2 separate regions of the Mus musculus genome follow, and region 2 is linked to region 1. Evidence: chromatin contacts called from public HiChIP or PLAC-seq data. All regions are on one chromosome and are shown on one strand. Each heading gives the region's core, a stretch centred on a gene start, on an enhancer-like site or on the middle of the called end of the contact. The rest is flanking DNA. Distances are from core to core; before and after follow the strand shown. Region 1 overlaps Kit (KIT proto-oncogene receptor tyrosine kinase). Region 2 has its middle 150 kb from the start of Gm32727.

Region 1 (7,147 bases), core at 2,638-5,137:
GAAAGAAGAAAGATGAAGACTGAATAAACTGCTGTTAGAAGGACTGGTGGTCGCGTCGTTCTTGCTGGTCGAGAGCAGGCGCAACAATTGGTGGCCCGTACGGGGAACCGACTCCCCCACCGAGTTCAGAACTTTCAGCAGTCAGTGGTTGCTGGCAGGGTAAGTTCACGGTGAGTGAAACTTGTGACCCCAGGAGTTTGGGAAGGACCTCGATAAAATAGAGGTGAGCATAAAGTTGCCAGGAAGTAGGCACAAAGTAACCCAGGAGTTTGGGAAGGACCTCGGATAAAATAGAGGCGAGCATAAAGTTGCCAGGAAGCAGGCACAAGGTAACAAAAGGTTCCCGGCTTTGGGACAAGTTAAGGTTCCCTGTTTGGGGACAAGTTAAGGAACTATGATAACCTCAGTGTAGTGATCAATAGATCCTCGCTGTGTAGTTATGCTTTTTTCTCCCATTGACCCTTTGTGGGTAGGTCTGATAGTTTTGGTCTTGTTTGTTCTGATATATGGACTCTGTTACTGTTTGAAACTGTGTGTAGAGGCAGTCAAGACAGGTCAGAAAATCCTTATAGAACAACAAGAAAGTATGTCGGAAGAGGAGAAGGGCTTAAAAAGAAAAAGGAAAAAGAAAGGAGACACAGTGTTATCAGGTGGACAGAAAGGACAAAATAAAAGAGCTGAGGCGGAGGAGGAAGGCGAATTAGCTTTTGTGCCGCCTCCCTATGCCTCCTCAGCAGCCACCTGTAGGTGGACCTTCTGTCCGGAGATTTGGAGAGGATCGACCAGATCTGGTGTTGACGTGGGCGAGAGGGTCTGTTTGTGTGTTTCCACAGGACCAGATGGAACCTCTTTGGGTGCCGGAGAGATTGGTGAGACGCTGCAAGAATGAGGCTCCTGATCCAGTTGCCCCTGTGGATGTGGTGGATGATCCCACAAGCATAAAGGATGGAGCCGAGATGGGAGATCGCTTTTTGATCCCTGAATTCCCCTTAAAGATATAGCCCCTCTGGCCATCTATCCCTTGCTTCAGGGAAGATGAGCGGGGATGAGAGCCCTGGGATGTATGCTTGTTATAGTGTGTGTGTGTTTTGTGTTTGGCACATGTGTTAGGTGCAGAGTGTGCGGCCCGCACTTTCGCCATGGTAGCATAGGCTTTTGCTGCAGTGGAGGCGGGACAATCTCCTCAGATTCGGTTTGCCGCTCTAAAAGAAATTATGCTGCGTTATGCCGTGGGGTGCAAGGCTAAGCACTGCACAGAGGATAGCTTGCTGTTGGCATCCTGTGGAAGGCACGTCTGATTGCATGAAGGTTCAGTGTCCTAGTTCCCTTTTCCCAGGAAAAACGACAGGGGAGCTGGCCAAGACCTCTCTGGGTGATGAGCCTAAGGGATGGTTTTGTGTAGGGCCCCTATGCTTGCACACTGGGGATCAGACCTCTACCTTCACCCATGAGGCTTGCTTGCAGCGATTAAGATCTGGCCATAGATTAATCAACATCCTGGCCTTTTGATGCACCTGCCGCAAGCAAAACACAATCTCCCCAGGAGTGGCTTGGCATGATAGAGAGGTAGTCAGTGATAAGACTCCCTGGGCATGTCACCAACCTAAGACAGGGATCAAACCAATGCTGTTTGTCACCCAAGGACGGGTAAGGGGCATGGCTGCGAGGGGCTATCTACAGACATTCTCTCTGCCAAAAAAGAAAAAAGGGGGAATTGTGGGGAGCGGGTGTGGCGGCAGTCCCAAAGGCGCCAGGGACTGCAGCTAAGTCATATGACTTGCACCTGACTTCCTCATATAAGACACAAACATCTTGAGTGCTGCGCAGGTGTACCAGGATACAGGTGAATCCAATTTGGTGGAGATTTGCCCCTGCTGCCCTGATTAGCTGAAGCCTCGTGACTGGCGAGGGGGCGTGGCCTGCGGTGCGTGGATGAGAGAGTATAAAAGGAGTGAGAGGCCCAGGGTTCGGGGGAGATATAAAAACAGGGGAGATATAAAAACAGGGGAGATATAAAAACAAGGGAGATATAAAAACGAGGGCGATATATAAACAAGGGAGATATAAAAACAAGAGAGATATAAAAACAAGGGAGATATAAACAAGGGAGATATAAACAAGGGAGATATAGAGAAAGAAGAAACAGGACTGAATAAACGTGTGCAGAAGGATCCTGTAGCAGCGTCGTTCTTCCTGGCCGGTCGTGAGCGCGCGCAACAGTTCTGGGTCCTCGCCATAATGTTATGATGAAAATGAAGAACCCTAGATGCAAGCCTAGTAGGGAAGTAACCAGGGAACAGCCAGCTAAGCCCATACTGGAAAGTGGCAAAAAAAAAAAAAAAAAAAAAAAAAAAAAAAAAAAAAAAAAAAAAAAAAAACAAAAACAAACAACAAAAAAAAAAACCCCTGAAACGGCCGGCCCGTTTTTCTGAGCATGACTACTTGAAAACACGAGTGGTTCCTCAGGATGTTTAAAAGCGCAGTTCCGAACTTAACAGGCAACTAATTGCCATGGGTAGATACTGTCGCATGAACAATTCATGGTGTGCAGAGTGCCGGGTCTGTGGGCTGTCCGGAGACGTTGTCTAAGCTGCCTACCATCCCATGGCTCTCTCAGGACAGACAGCACCAGCTCACCCTACACAGCTTTGTTCTGTAGAACAGTGTGCCTGCGCACCCTTGGTGGCACTCTGACTTAGGGGCTAGAGCCGCCAGCTTGCTTTTGTGGGAGTGAAAAGCTGGATCTACTTGGTGTACAGTTGAGAACTGGGAGGCTGGGGCCACTCTCAGTTATAGAAGGAAAATCAACATTAACTCTCAAATGACTGATTACGGCCCCCCGCATTATATAAAGCTACCTGCCCCCCACTGCTTATGCCATTTAAGGGGGAGAGTATTATAATTCAATACACACATATAATGCCTAATGAGGAAAGGCGGGGTGTAAGTGGCTCTGCATAAAGAGAAACCTTGTGTGTTCCCAAAAGCTTGTGGGAGTTTAAAATGTTGATCCACTGAGGGCAGAATAGAGGTCCTTAGGACTGTGGAGAGGGAGGGGAGAAATAAGAATCTGAGTAATGGGTACCAAACACAACTGTGATGAGTAGTTCCAACACTCGACCACACAGCGGAACAACTACAACCTACATTGCAAAATCATGACAAGACATGAGTCTGAAGGCTCCCAGCATAGAAATTATAAAAATCTACATTCTGAGGAACACTGTGGAAAACGAAACCTAGCAAAATAGAACAAAATGCTTGGTTAAAAAAAAAAAATCTCTCAAGTAGCTTATAGCTAGGCACTGCCTAAATCATACTTTGATAACCAGAGAGATGGCAACTCGAGACTCACCTCCCACCGTGCATGCGCCAAGCAGGTTCACAATATTCATGTGATTGCCCAGGTAGCTCAGGACCTTCAGTTCCGACATTAGGGCCTCTCTTTCTGTTAAATGGGCACTTGCTAAAAGGGAAAGTGATGTATTTTAGCAAAACAAAGCGTGGGGGCAGGGGGGAAGAACCTATTAGATAAACTGGTGGTGGGTACAGGGGGTGAGTGCCCCCGAAACACTTACGTTTGAGCATCTTCACGGCAACTGTCATGGCAGCATCCGACTTAATCAAGCCATATGCAGTGGCCTCAACGACCTTCCCGAAGGCACCAGCTCCCAATGTCTTTCCTTTAGGAAGGAAGAAGGCAGGGTCATGTCAGTGGGAAGACCAACCAACAGTTTGTGAGGTTCCCAAATCAACAAGGCAATGGAAGACATGTGTGTCTGGAGCCACTTCTCTACGGGGCTCTTTCTGCTAACCCTGCCAACTCCTGTGCAGTTTGACAGAAAGCACTTCTTGTTTTAGGTGAAACAAGACAAAGGAAGCCACTGCGGGTTCCTTAAAAAAAAAAAATCACGGTTACGCGTACACAAAAGGGCTTCTTCGTGGAAAGCCCCTGCCTCACACTGACCAAAACTCAGCCTGTTTCTGGGAAACTCCCATTTGTGATCATAAGGAAGTTGCGTCGGGTCTATGTAAACATAATTGTTTCCATTTATCTCCTCGACAACCTTCCATTGTACTTCATACATGGGTTTCTGGAGGAGAAAGGAAAAGAAAGATGTGTCACCCGCTGAACAATCAGTGCCTGCCCTGCCGCCTTGGCGTCCCCAGGAAGAGAACAATTCAATGCTCACCTGCAAATATTTGTAGGTGAGCACCATCACAATGATCCCCATCGCGCCAGCTGCAACCACAAAGCCAATGAGCAGCGGCGTGAACAGAGTGTGGGCCTGGATTTGCTCTGCAAGGAAGGGAACCATGATTGTGAGCCAGCAGCCGCAGGACAACAGCCTCGCCGCCACCACCACCTATCCCAAACTAAACCATTTCCCTCATGGCACATTCAGGGAACAAAGCTTTCTCTTGGTATTCAAATACATCATCTCTCCCTCTCCCTCCCTCCCTCCCTCCCTCCCTCCCTCCCTCCCTCCCTCCCTCCCTCCCTCCCTCCCTAGCTACCTGCCTACCTACCTACCTACCTACCTACCTACCTACATTTATTCTTGGTGCTAGGACTAGAACCTGGTCATGTGTTCTGGCAGAGCACAATACCCACAAACACATCCTTACTGGCTGCACAGGCATCTTTAAAGATGTAAGTTGAAACCAGAGTACAGAGAAACTGACATTCCTGAAGTAACACACTTAACGTTATGCTGCTTTTAATGAAAAGCTACATCTGAATGGACTGCCTCTCTGGGTGATTTACATTTGCTTCTTTCTGCTCTCTTACGTTTTCTAAAGTTTCTACAATGAACGTAAGTGTCTTCCACAGAGAAGAAAGACATTTTGGAAGCATCCTTTTCATTGCTCTGGCTGGGGAAATTAACAACAGAGAGCAGAGTTATGATGCGTCCCCTTCCTCATCCAGAAACTGAGGATATACAGCTTTTTGGCATGAGTCCTATGGCCAATGCTAAACACCACAGAAACTGGGCACTAAAAAACCTCAAGTGCCCTGTTTCCTTATCTCAGGTGTACCACAATGCCTTCAAAGGTCTGCTAGTCACTCAGTCGCTAGACAAGAAGCCTAGTCACAGCTAGACATAGAGGCTATCTACACAGCCTGCAGTGGGCTCTGTACCATTCTGACAGTGCAGATGGGTAAGCACTTACATACATACATACATACATACACATACATATAGAACAGGAAAAGAAAACATTTGCTGACAAGATCACATAAAAGATACTGTTAACATTTCGATACAGATGTTTAGCAAAATGTAACTCATTTTAACTGAAATTTTAAATTGAATTTAACATTTCCAACGTGTCCTAATTATACTGGTGTATACCCAACTATGACTGTACGTATATTACTCATTGTCAAGAAGTTCATAAAAACACACAAAGACCAGCGAAAGAAAAATAGTTAAGATTCCATCAGTAACTGCAAAACCTTCATCAGCAGACTAGTATGGGATGAGTTTGTGACGTTTGATGGTAGCATGGTGTACTGCTGTACTGTCGGTATTACTGGAAATGATATGACCAATACTGGAATGGATGTAAGATTATGGTATGGTAGACAGAGCCTAAACACCCCTTAAATTGGATTAAAAGGAAATATACCTTTGTTGTTACCTTTAAATGCAAAGTTAAAGAAGGCGGAACTCTTGCCCACATCGTTGGAGGCCTTACACTCCACCGTGCCGTTGTGCCGGAAGACGCTGGAGTCTATGGAACTCTGAACCACCAGTTTTCCAAATGGTGACACAGATACATTCTGGACCTGTACGTCCACTGGTGAGACAGGAGTGGTACACCTACAACAAGAGAACAGTGTGGGCTTACGCTGGTAAGCCAAATAGAAGCCTGCAGCACCTAGAGCTGGCATGCTTGTATGGCAAATCGGGGAACTCAGACTCCCTTTCCTAGGATGGCCCGAGGAGAAGGGAATCCCTGGGGCCCTGTGAGCGAGCAAGGCACTGCAGAAGAGCGGGAAGAGGAAGTGATGGTTTCAAGGTTGGATGTGGACTTCCATCCTGACTCTTAGTGCCCAACCTTGTGACTTCCACCAGGTTCTATGAATTCTCCAGGGTTAGGTTTCTATGGCTGTACCAACTCAAAAGACTCAAAAATTGACTCAATGGCTGCCAGCATCAGATCCTGCCATGCCAGACTCTCGGAAAGGATGTGTGATGGTCGAAGATCAGAAGAGGAAATTGGAAGAATGAAGACAAGAGAGACTCAAAAGGTGCAGGAGGGAGGTGCCCGAGATCCAGAGTTGGAAGCAGGTCCCATCATGTGGTGATGGCCACTCTGGCCATCTTCTAGGTGTCTTCTAAACACCTACACATGTCAGCTGTTCGCCCTGTATGCGGTCTCTTTCCACCCATAAAATACGGATACAGGCAAGGCAGAGACAAGGGCACAGCCTTGGACGGTGTACACCACACTAGCACTGAGCACACAGTTAGCTTCCATTTACACACTCTGCTGAGCAGGGGATACATACTCAGGCCATGGCACAGAGCTCACAGCGTCCAGAGTTTTTATGACCTCTTTATTGTTCCCCCAAACAAAACATTCTGCTAAAAACCCACACTAAAATAATAATTCGATACAATCAATCCTGATATGTTGTCCTAAAACATCTTCCACGATAAACAAAACTTCCACTACCATTCTGTTCACGAGGCCAAACTAGGCCTTTAAAGCTGGAGTCTAACACAGTGTTTTATGGGTAAAAAAAAAAACCCGGCAACATTGACCCCATTTTCATCTTCAGGTAATTCGAGAGGACAATTTAAGGCTTAAGTGTGGCCTCTGAGGGACTCTGAGCCACGCAGAGGCAGATGCTCCTTGTTTGGGGGCTGGGCACCTCACCAAGGAGAGACACTTTTGCAAACCCACTGCTCACAAACGCTGTATGTATGTGTAATTGTGCGATCATTACTTTTTTGGCTACTTGGCAATTAACTTCTGAGGTAATTTTTTTCATGGTAACTGCAGCCACATTTCCCACACACATTACCTCCTGTGTATAGAATGGAAATCTAATTACTCTGTCCTGGGAAATTGCTTTATCTACCTGCAGGCTAGAAATTGCACGATAAACCCAAAAAGATAACCACCCAAATAG
Region 2 (7,147 bases), core at 2,490-4,989, 190 kb before region 1:
AGGAGATAGAAGGGGGGGTACAAGGAGAGGGAGAATGAGAGAGAAACAATGGTGTGTATGTTGGACACAAAAGTCGAGAGCAAGTGCCAAGGCTCCCAGACAAGAACATTTATGAGTGTTGAGGGAGCAGCAAAGACAGCCAAGTGGCAAACAGGGAGTGACTGGGGGTATTGCAATGGTGGGGCTCTCTGCCTGTGTGGCAGTCTGTGTCAAAGGTTGGCGGCTTAGCTTCACCCTGTTCATAAGTCTACAAGATGGGCATAGCTTGGTGGGGGCAACTTGTCTCTATTCCATGGGACATTAGCTGGGATAGCCTTGGAACGTACATGTTGGCTATAAACTGGAAGCTCTGTGTGGAACTATTAGCTGGGGACCTCCATCCTATCTATGTAGGATGCTCCCCAGGCTAAGACTGCCTTACCCATGGTAGCCATGTCCCAGGGGCAAGTGTTCCACATGACAGGCCACAGAAGCTGCCAGAACCTGTTCGTGAAAGAGGTCATGAAGGCCAGAAAGGGAGGTCTCCTGCCTCTCACTGGGAGGCATGGCAACTAAGTTAAATATCATATTTTAAAACTGTTATAGAGAACACATATCTTTAATACCAGCAGTCAGGAGGCAGAGGCAGCCTGATTTCTTTGAGTTCAAGGCTAGCCTGGTCTACATGGTAAATTAAAGGCCAGCCAAAGCTGAGACCCTGTCTCAAAACCAAACCAAACCAAACCAAACCAAACCAAACCAAACCAAACCAAACCAAACCAAACCCCAAATCTTCTTTCCTGGAACTTTTTGAGCATGGCTGTAATTAAGTGTAGGGTAGGTATTTGCATCCAATGCTCTGCTATCCCCAATATCATTTGGAAAATCTGTCAGGCTGGAGAAGTAGCTTAGCAGTGAACAACACTTGCTGCTTTAGCAGAGGACCCAGGTTCCGTTCCCAGAACCCACATGGCAGCTCACAACTCTCTGTACTTCAGTTCCAGCGGATCCAACACCCTCTTCTGAGCTCTATAGGAATCCAGCATACCTGTAGTGCACAGACATACATGCAGGCAAGCACTTGTATATATAAAATTACAAGTAATTAAATCACTTTAAAATTGACGTAGAGAAGGGAAAAGAAAAAGGGATGCATACACACAAGAGGCTGTCTGTCTAAGGACTGAGCCTTGAGATTCCCCGGCAGCTCTTGGGTCTTGGGAAGGAGATTCGGACGAAGCAGCAAAGGATGCTGAGAAAAAGCAGCCGGTTGGGAGAAAAAACAGGGAGTGGAACGGCTCATGACACCATTGGAAGGAGCGTGCTAAGCAGTGGCAAATAGTCACCTTCTTGATGGGGCTGATGGGGACTGGGGTGAAAACCGAAGGTTGACAGCTGGACTCAGCAAAGTAGAGATGAACGAAAAGTTTGACAGTGTCAAAGCCCCGTCACGTGGTGAATGTGATGAGGGTGGAAATGGAGGGCGATTAACAACTTGTTCAGGGGTTTAGTGATCAAGAGAAGAATGCTTGAGGTTAGTTGGAGGAAGAACTGGGACAAAGGAAGGTCTGGGTGGGAGAAATAACAATGTTCATAGGTTGTTGGATGAAGCCAAGAAAGAGGAAAAAAAATCCAGAGGGAACAAGGACTGTGGTAGCAATGTCGGTGGGCAGCTAGAGGGCGTGGCTTTGGCTGGGGGAGTGGTTTGCTCATTCACAGAGGTTGGAGAGTAGGAAGACATAAGTGGAGGTGGTGTTTGAAGTTCTTTTCTGATTGCTTCCATGTTCTGCTATGAGAAGACAGGATTAGGGTCCTCCTGCAAGGATGCAAATGGAGGTTACGGAAGCGCAAACCATGAAAGTTCACATTTGATGTCGGCAGTTCTGAACTTCAAATGACACTCAACAATGACCTTAGCTTCTCCAGCTAAATTCAGCTGCACAGATTCAGGCACAGAAGAGGCAGAGAATTACAACTAACCATCACTGGGTTTGTTTCCAAGTTCATAAAATGAAGCATAAGAGAGAGGTAAGGGATGGAGTGTCTATGCAGAGAACGTTTAGCCGTTGATCTTGGAGATCAAGCTGAGTCAGGAGGGAAATGGGGACCCAGCTGAGGTGAAGGCCCAGGTTATGGCTCATGTCTGTGGGGCTGGAGACTTGGAGGAAAAACACAGGCAAAGAGCTGGAAAGATAAGGATCCGGTGAGAGGGAGGGTGGTTGAGCTAAGCTCATAGCGGGTTATAGTGATGGAGAATGACGAACTGGAAGGTATGACAGAAGTGGAGAGCTGTGTCATGGGATGAGAAGACACTGAGATGCTGGGTAAGAAGAACATAATGAACAGAAATCAATGAGTGGGATCCAAGTTGGCACCCAAATGTGCAGGAATCTGCATTCAAGTGTAATATAATAAATTTTAATAGAAAGTTGGAAGTCAAAAATAAACATAAAAAAGAAAATGAAACTATATGTTATTCTCCTACGCACAAAAAGCCTCTCTCAATAACTGAGGATGTATCATCCCCGTGTGCCTTATATATGTGTGTCATACAAAAATGAGTCATTTTAGAACATCAGCGATTGAATGCTGTAGTATGGGCAGCTTTTCCCATTAATTAATATTCTTATATATTTATTTAATGACTATATAGGATGTTGCTTCAAACATACGCTAATTAGTCATCCAGTCCTATGATACAAAGTTTAAATTGGTTTCAGTTTTTACTGTTAGAAACAATAGGCGGATGAATGGGATTTCAGATGCCTTTGTACAGAGCTGTGACTGCTTATTCCTTGTGAAAAAGACTCTAGATTTATTGGGCAATTCCTCCCTCTGATGACCAAAGGGTATTCAGTATTTTGAGGCTTTTGGTACATACTGTTCTCTGGGCACCAAGCTGTCCTCTGAAAATATTTTACCAGTTTATAGCCATCTCAGTGGGATATGATAATGCTCAGGTCTCATATAATCTTTTTTTTTTTTTACCATGACCCCTAAAAAGGTATTTACTTTGGGAGATTGCTCAAATCCTTTCTGACTCTAGTCTGATGTTTCCACGGTGAGAATATGTGCTAGCATTTATTGGCTGTTGAGCCACAGGGCTAGAAGGCTTAACCTCCCATCAGAAGGCTTGGGGTGCCATTTTTAAATTGTTAGAAAGTTTTGTCCTAAAGCAGCACAGGATGGCAAAGTGGCTCCAGATGAAGGAAGAGGCTGCCAGCTATCTTGTCCTTAGGTGTTTTTTGTAGTGGCCCATCTTCCCTCCAGCTCGTACTTTCTCTGAGTATTGGTGTTCCTATTTCACAGACCATCATCCTTGCCGGCTCATTCTCAACACCCATGGACAGGAAGGTCACTCCAACAACAAACATGCTTGGATAGACTCTTCCTGCCTCCTGGCCCCTTCTTGCCAATTCAGCTCTTACTAGGAATTTGAGTTCTGCCTGTGCCTTTGTGGCCTGATATCTTCCATTTCACCTTAGATAACACTTAGTGAGCTGCTCTGTGGTTTATGGTGACACTCTCACGGTGGCACACCCATAATAATAGAAGCCCGCATATATACATTCTTCATTTCTCACGAGTCCTTCTCTCTTCTCCCTATCTGCATCTCTTGTCCAACCAACAGCATTTCCTTCTCGGTCTCCTCTCTAGAGAATTTTAAAAAGCTGTGGCTGTCGTCATCTTCCTGTGGCCACAACATGATTCACCGGCCAGTTAAGACGGTTTGACTCCAAGAGCAGAATAAACAAGAATCACTGATAAGGAGGGGGGAGGTTCCTCCTGTGACAGCACAGGGTTGCATAAGGCTCATTGTTCACCTTCAAAACAATGGCTTGTGATTGGAAAACAAAAAGAGACCATAAGAATGAACTAGCACCTGAATAAATGAAGTGATGTTTGAGAAAGCTCTGGCTTACGCAGACTGTTATCAGGGTATCCAGAAGTTGAGTCATGGTTTTCCCTTTTGCTAAGAGCTTGTTTGAAAGTGTCATTAGAACACCAATGAGTTTAAATAGAAGGAAAATGTTTTAGCTCCTTAGCACAATTGTTGTCCTTCAGAAGGGACTGAGAAGCAAAATCTGTGTCCAGACAATGAAATCTCACTCCAGTTGTTTAGTGCCAGATTAGGGTATCGTTTGTAGGGATAAGCCTGTATTTTTATATGCTGTTTCTCTAAGACTTCCATATGTGAACACACATGCACAGGTACTGGTTCAATTAACACGACATTATTTTTTTTAACAGACACATATGTACACCTAAAATGAGAGTTGTGTCTGTAAATGCTGTAGTCTTGTCCTAGAAAGAAGAACTTGCGTGAAGTGTGGGTTTTAGAGGGACTCTCTCTCTCCCCTCCCCTTGTTCTAAGTACAGGCTAGTGACTGTCATTAGTGCTGATCGTAGGAGCATGTGCCAAAGGGTGACAGAAGAGCAGTAATCCTTCATGTCAGCTGCTGGGTGTGATGCCACAGAGATGCAGGTCCTCCGAGGCTGCCAGGCTGCCTCCCTGCTCTGGGAAGTGGAAGCCAGTGATAAATGTCAATACACTTCCAATGGTTGGGAGTGAACCGGGCCTGTCTGGATCCTATGCAGGGGTGGCAGAGCTCAGGATCTAGCTGCCAGATGGCACTTAGGAACTAGGCACGTGGGATGCTTGGGGGAGGTTTTATTAGCAGAGACAAGTGGCCAGGCACCTCTGGGTGCCACCTTGTCCCCTCTAAGGACTCTCTTTCACTGCAGTGCACGTTCCAAGTTTCCTTTTAAATACCCATTAAGCACACATAAATACCCATTAAGCACACAACCATTCCCTTCCCCATTCCAGTGGCCGTGTTGAGATGCGACTGGAGAATATTGGATAAGGGGAATCACTGAAATAGGCAAGTGGATGCAGGGTGTCATGGAACAAAGCCTTGTTGCAGGGAGACCACCCCACTGTCAGAAGAAAGGATTTTTGTTATAGGTGGATTTTGTTTTGTTTTAGTGAGTGACAACATTTCTTTCGAAAGATATCGTCAGAGTGGAAAGGGAGATGTCGCTAGGACTCACTTCCTGACTCCCTGAAAGTGAGTCTGTGGGACAGCACTCAGCAGTACCAGAGAACAACAAACATACTTATTTTTCTTTCTGCTGAGTCAGGAAGAAAAATGCCTTTCCCACACTAAAACCCACCTTTGCGATTTTAGCTTCAATTTACAAAAGTGCCTCCTGTGGACTCGCTTCTCCTCCCAATCATAGAATCTGATGTAGAAATAGACCACAGATGGGGGTGGCCCCTGATTCTGATGTCACAGTTACCATGCAGCCAAGTCCTCAGCCCCTCAGGTCCTACCTGGCTTGACTCTCCATTAGCAACTACATCTTACTGAAAGTTGACCGTGTGACATGTGCCGTACACTTACTGTTTAACCTGTCACCATCTGTAAGGCAGGCCTTGCTGGTACCCCTGTCAGATGACAAAACTGAGACTTACAGGGAGCAGAACCCTGGCTCTGGTAGCACAGCTGGAGCGACTAAGCAAAGACTTGTCCATGTCTATGTTGACCCCAAAGCCTACCCCTCCTTACACTAATAATTACAGTAACTAACAATTAACAAGTACTTACTATTTTCCAGGCACAGATCTAGGTGTGTTTTCTATAACAATTCATTTAATTTTTATAATATCTTATATAAGGCATTGTTAATATCTTCTTACAGGTAGAGGAACTGAGACATTAAAAAAAAAATATTAACTGAATTGCCAAAGAGAATACAGCTTGTGATAGGTGAAACCAAGGTTTAAATTTGAGTTTCAGGAATTTAACTCTGGGAATCTTAAAAAACAAAAACAAAAACAAAAACAAAAGGAAAAAAACCCAAAATAAAAAACAAAAACTCTCTGTTTCCTGAAAACAGGTTCTTACTAGGTAGCCCATGCTGGCCTCAAACTCATGATCCTCCTGCCTCAACCTCCAAAGTGCTGATGAGACAGATGGAGGTCTCGTGCTTGCCCAGGCTCACATATCTAAGTGGCTGCATGGCCATGTGGATGCTGGCCTTCCTGCTTGCTTTCTTCCGGAGCAGCTGTAGCTGAAGAAGGCTTTTAGACCCATTTCTTAAAGATTTAAAAAAAAACTCTCTCTGGAATTAGTACCAACTCCCTTATTAGTGCCCGAACTTCCCTGCATCTCTAGGGTCTCTTTTGGATCAGGAATGAATGACTTTGCTAGTGTTAATGTAATTTCTGAGTAGCATCATTACCTCAGCATCTACTTGGGGGCTTCTGAGAAGGACCAGGCCTTGGTGCCTGCCAGTGCTGATGAACCAGAGTCTGCACCGTCAGCAAGATCCCCAGGTGACCCCCAGGCACATTAACCTGTTTTAATGTGGAGGCCCTAGCCTTGAAGGGCACCAGTCTCAATCTCAGCTGCATGCAGGAATCCTAGTGGTCCCTATGTAGAGTTCCCATAGCGGAGGCTTTGCCCCCTGGGTCTCAGCAGTTCACACACTCTCACCAGATGATTTCAGATTGTAGCTGATATTGAAAAGCACTGCTCTCAGATGGTCTTAAGTTCTCCAGCAAGGCCTTGGGGTTCACCGACATCTCCACAGCCAGACATCTGAATCTGCATCTGGGGAGTTAGCGTATCCCCAAAATGCTTCTCACCCACCCTGTGCTGTGTTAGGAGTTCACTTTTCCTTTCCTTTCCTTTTTTAAAATTACACTCATCAAAGAGAGCCAGCATTAGTGTGCTGCTGCTGCATATCCCAGTTTTCTGACTAGAAGCTTCGTCCTTCAACTACAAGGCCTAAGTGCTCTTCCAGCAGTCCAGACGTAGGATAGACTATTCACCCTGAAGAAGTCTACAGGAAGATGGATGCTAAAGAAAGTCTGGACACAGCAGATGATTTGCTAGTGAAGAAGTGCTAAAGATTTGACTATGTCCAGTCTATTTAAAAGCATTTTATTACCTATGATCGTAGTCTTGTAGTTAGCCCATAGGTGATAAAAATACACCAACTTATTGTCTAAGTCAAATGATTTATTTATTTTCTTATTTTTCCCCCATTTTGGTTCTTGAGACAGGGTTTACTGTATTGAAGGCTGGCTTCAAACGTGCTATATTCCCAAGGGTGACCTTGAACTTATAGAATTCCCTGCCTCTATATTTTTATGTAG

The links. HiChIP or PLAC-seq counts read pairs in DNA pulled down with a chosen protein or histone mark.
Region 2: a contact with region 1 is called in an H3K27ac HiChIP or PLAC-seq map of extraembryonic endoderm stem cells. The contact joins two enhancer-like sites. A contact is called at or near these places in 2 of 484 Hi-C or Micro-C datasets (the HPC-7 cell line and cortical neurons), 4 of 115 datasets of contacts at active chromatin or transcription factors (the HPC-7 cell line, cardiomyocytes, extraembryonic endoderm stem cells and 1 more) and 2 of 9 other capture datasets (adipose tissue and pancreatic islet).

Annotation. Positions count from the first base shown.
Region 1 is chr5:75,637,646-75,644,792 of GRCm38.p6, reverse strand. Kit (KIT proto-oncogene receptor tyrosine kinase) reads right to left here. Exons shown (of 21, transcript NM_001122733.1): 9 at 5,635-5,828; 10 at 4,194-4,300; 11 at 3,968-4,094; 12 at 3,579-3,683; 13 at 3,356-3,466. Among named protein-coding and RNA genes, the nearest start is that of Gm32558, 34 kb to the left of the region's middle. Within about 2 kb of position 3,887, at least 19 of the 459 cell types and tissues checked have an H3K27ac peak or open chromatin away from gene starts, as enhancers often do. A contact at or near this core is called in extraembryonic endoderm stem cells, where this site is marked.
Region 2 is chr5:75,823,088-75,830,234 of GRCm38.p6, reverse strand. No RefSeq gene overlaps it. Among named protein-coding and RNA genes, the nearest start is that of Gm32727, 150 kb to the left of the region's middle. Within about 2 kb of position 3,739, at least 70 of the 459 cell types and tissues checked have an H3K27ac peak or open chromatin away from gene starts, as enhancers often do. A contact at or near this core is called in extraembryonic endoderm stem cells, where this site is marked.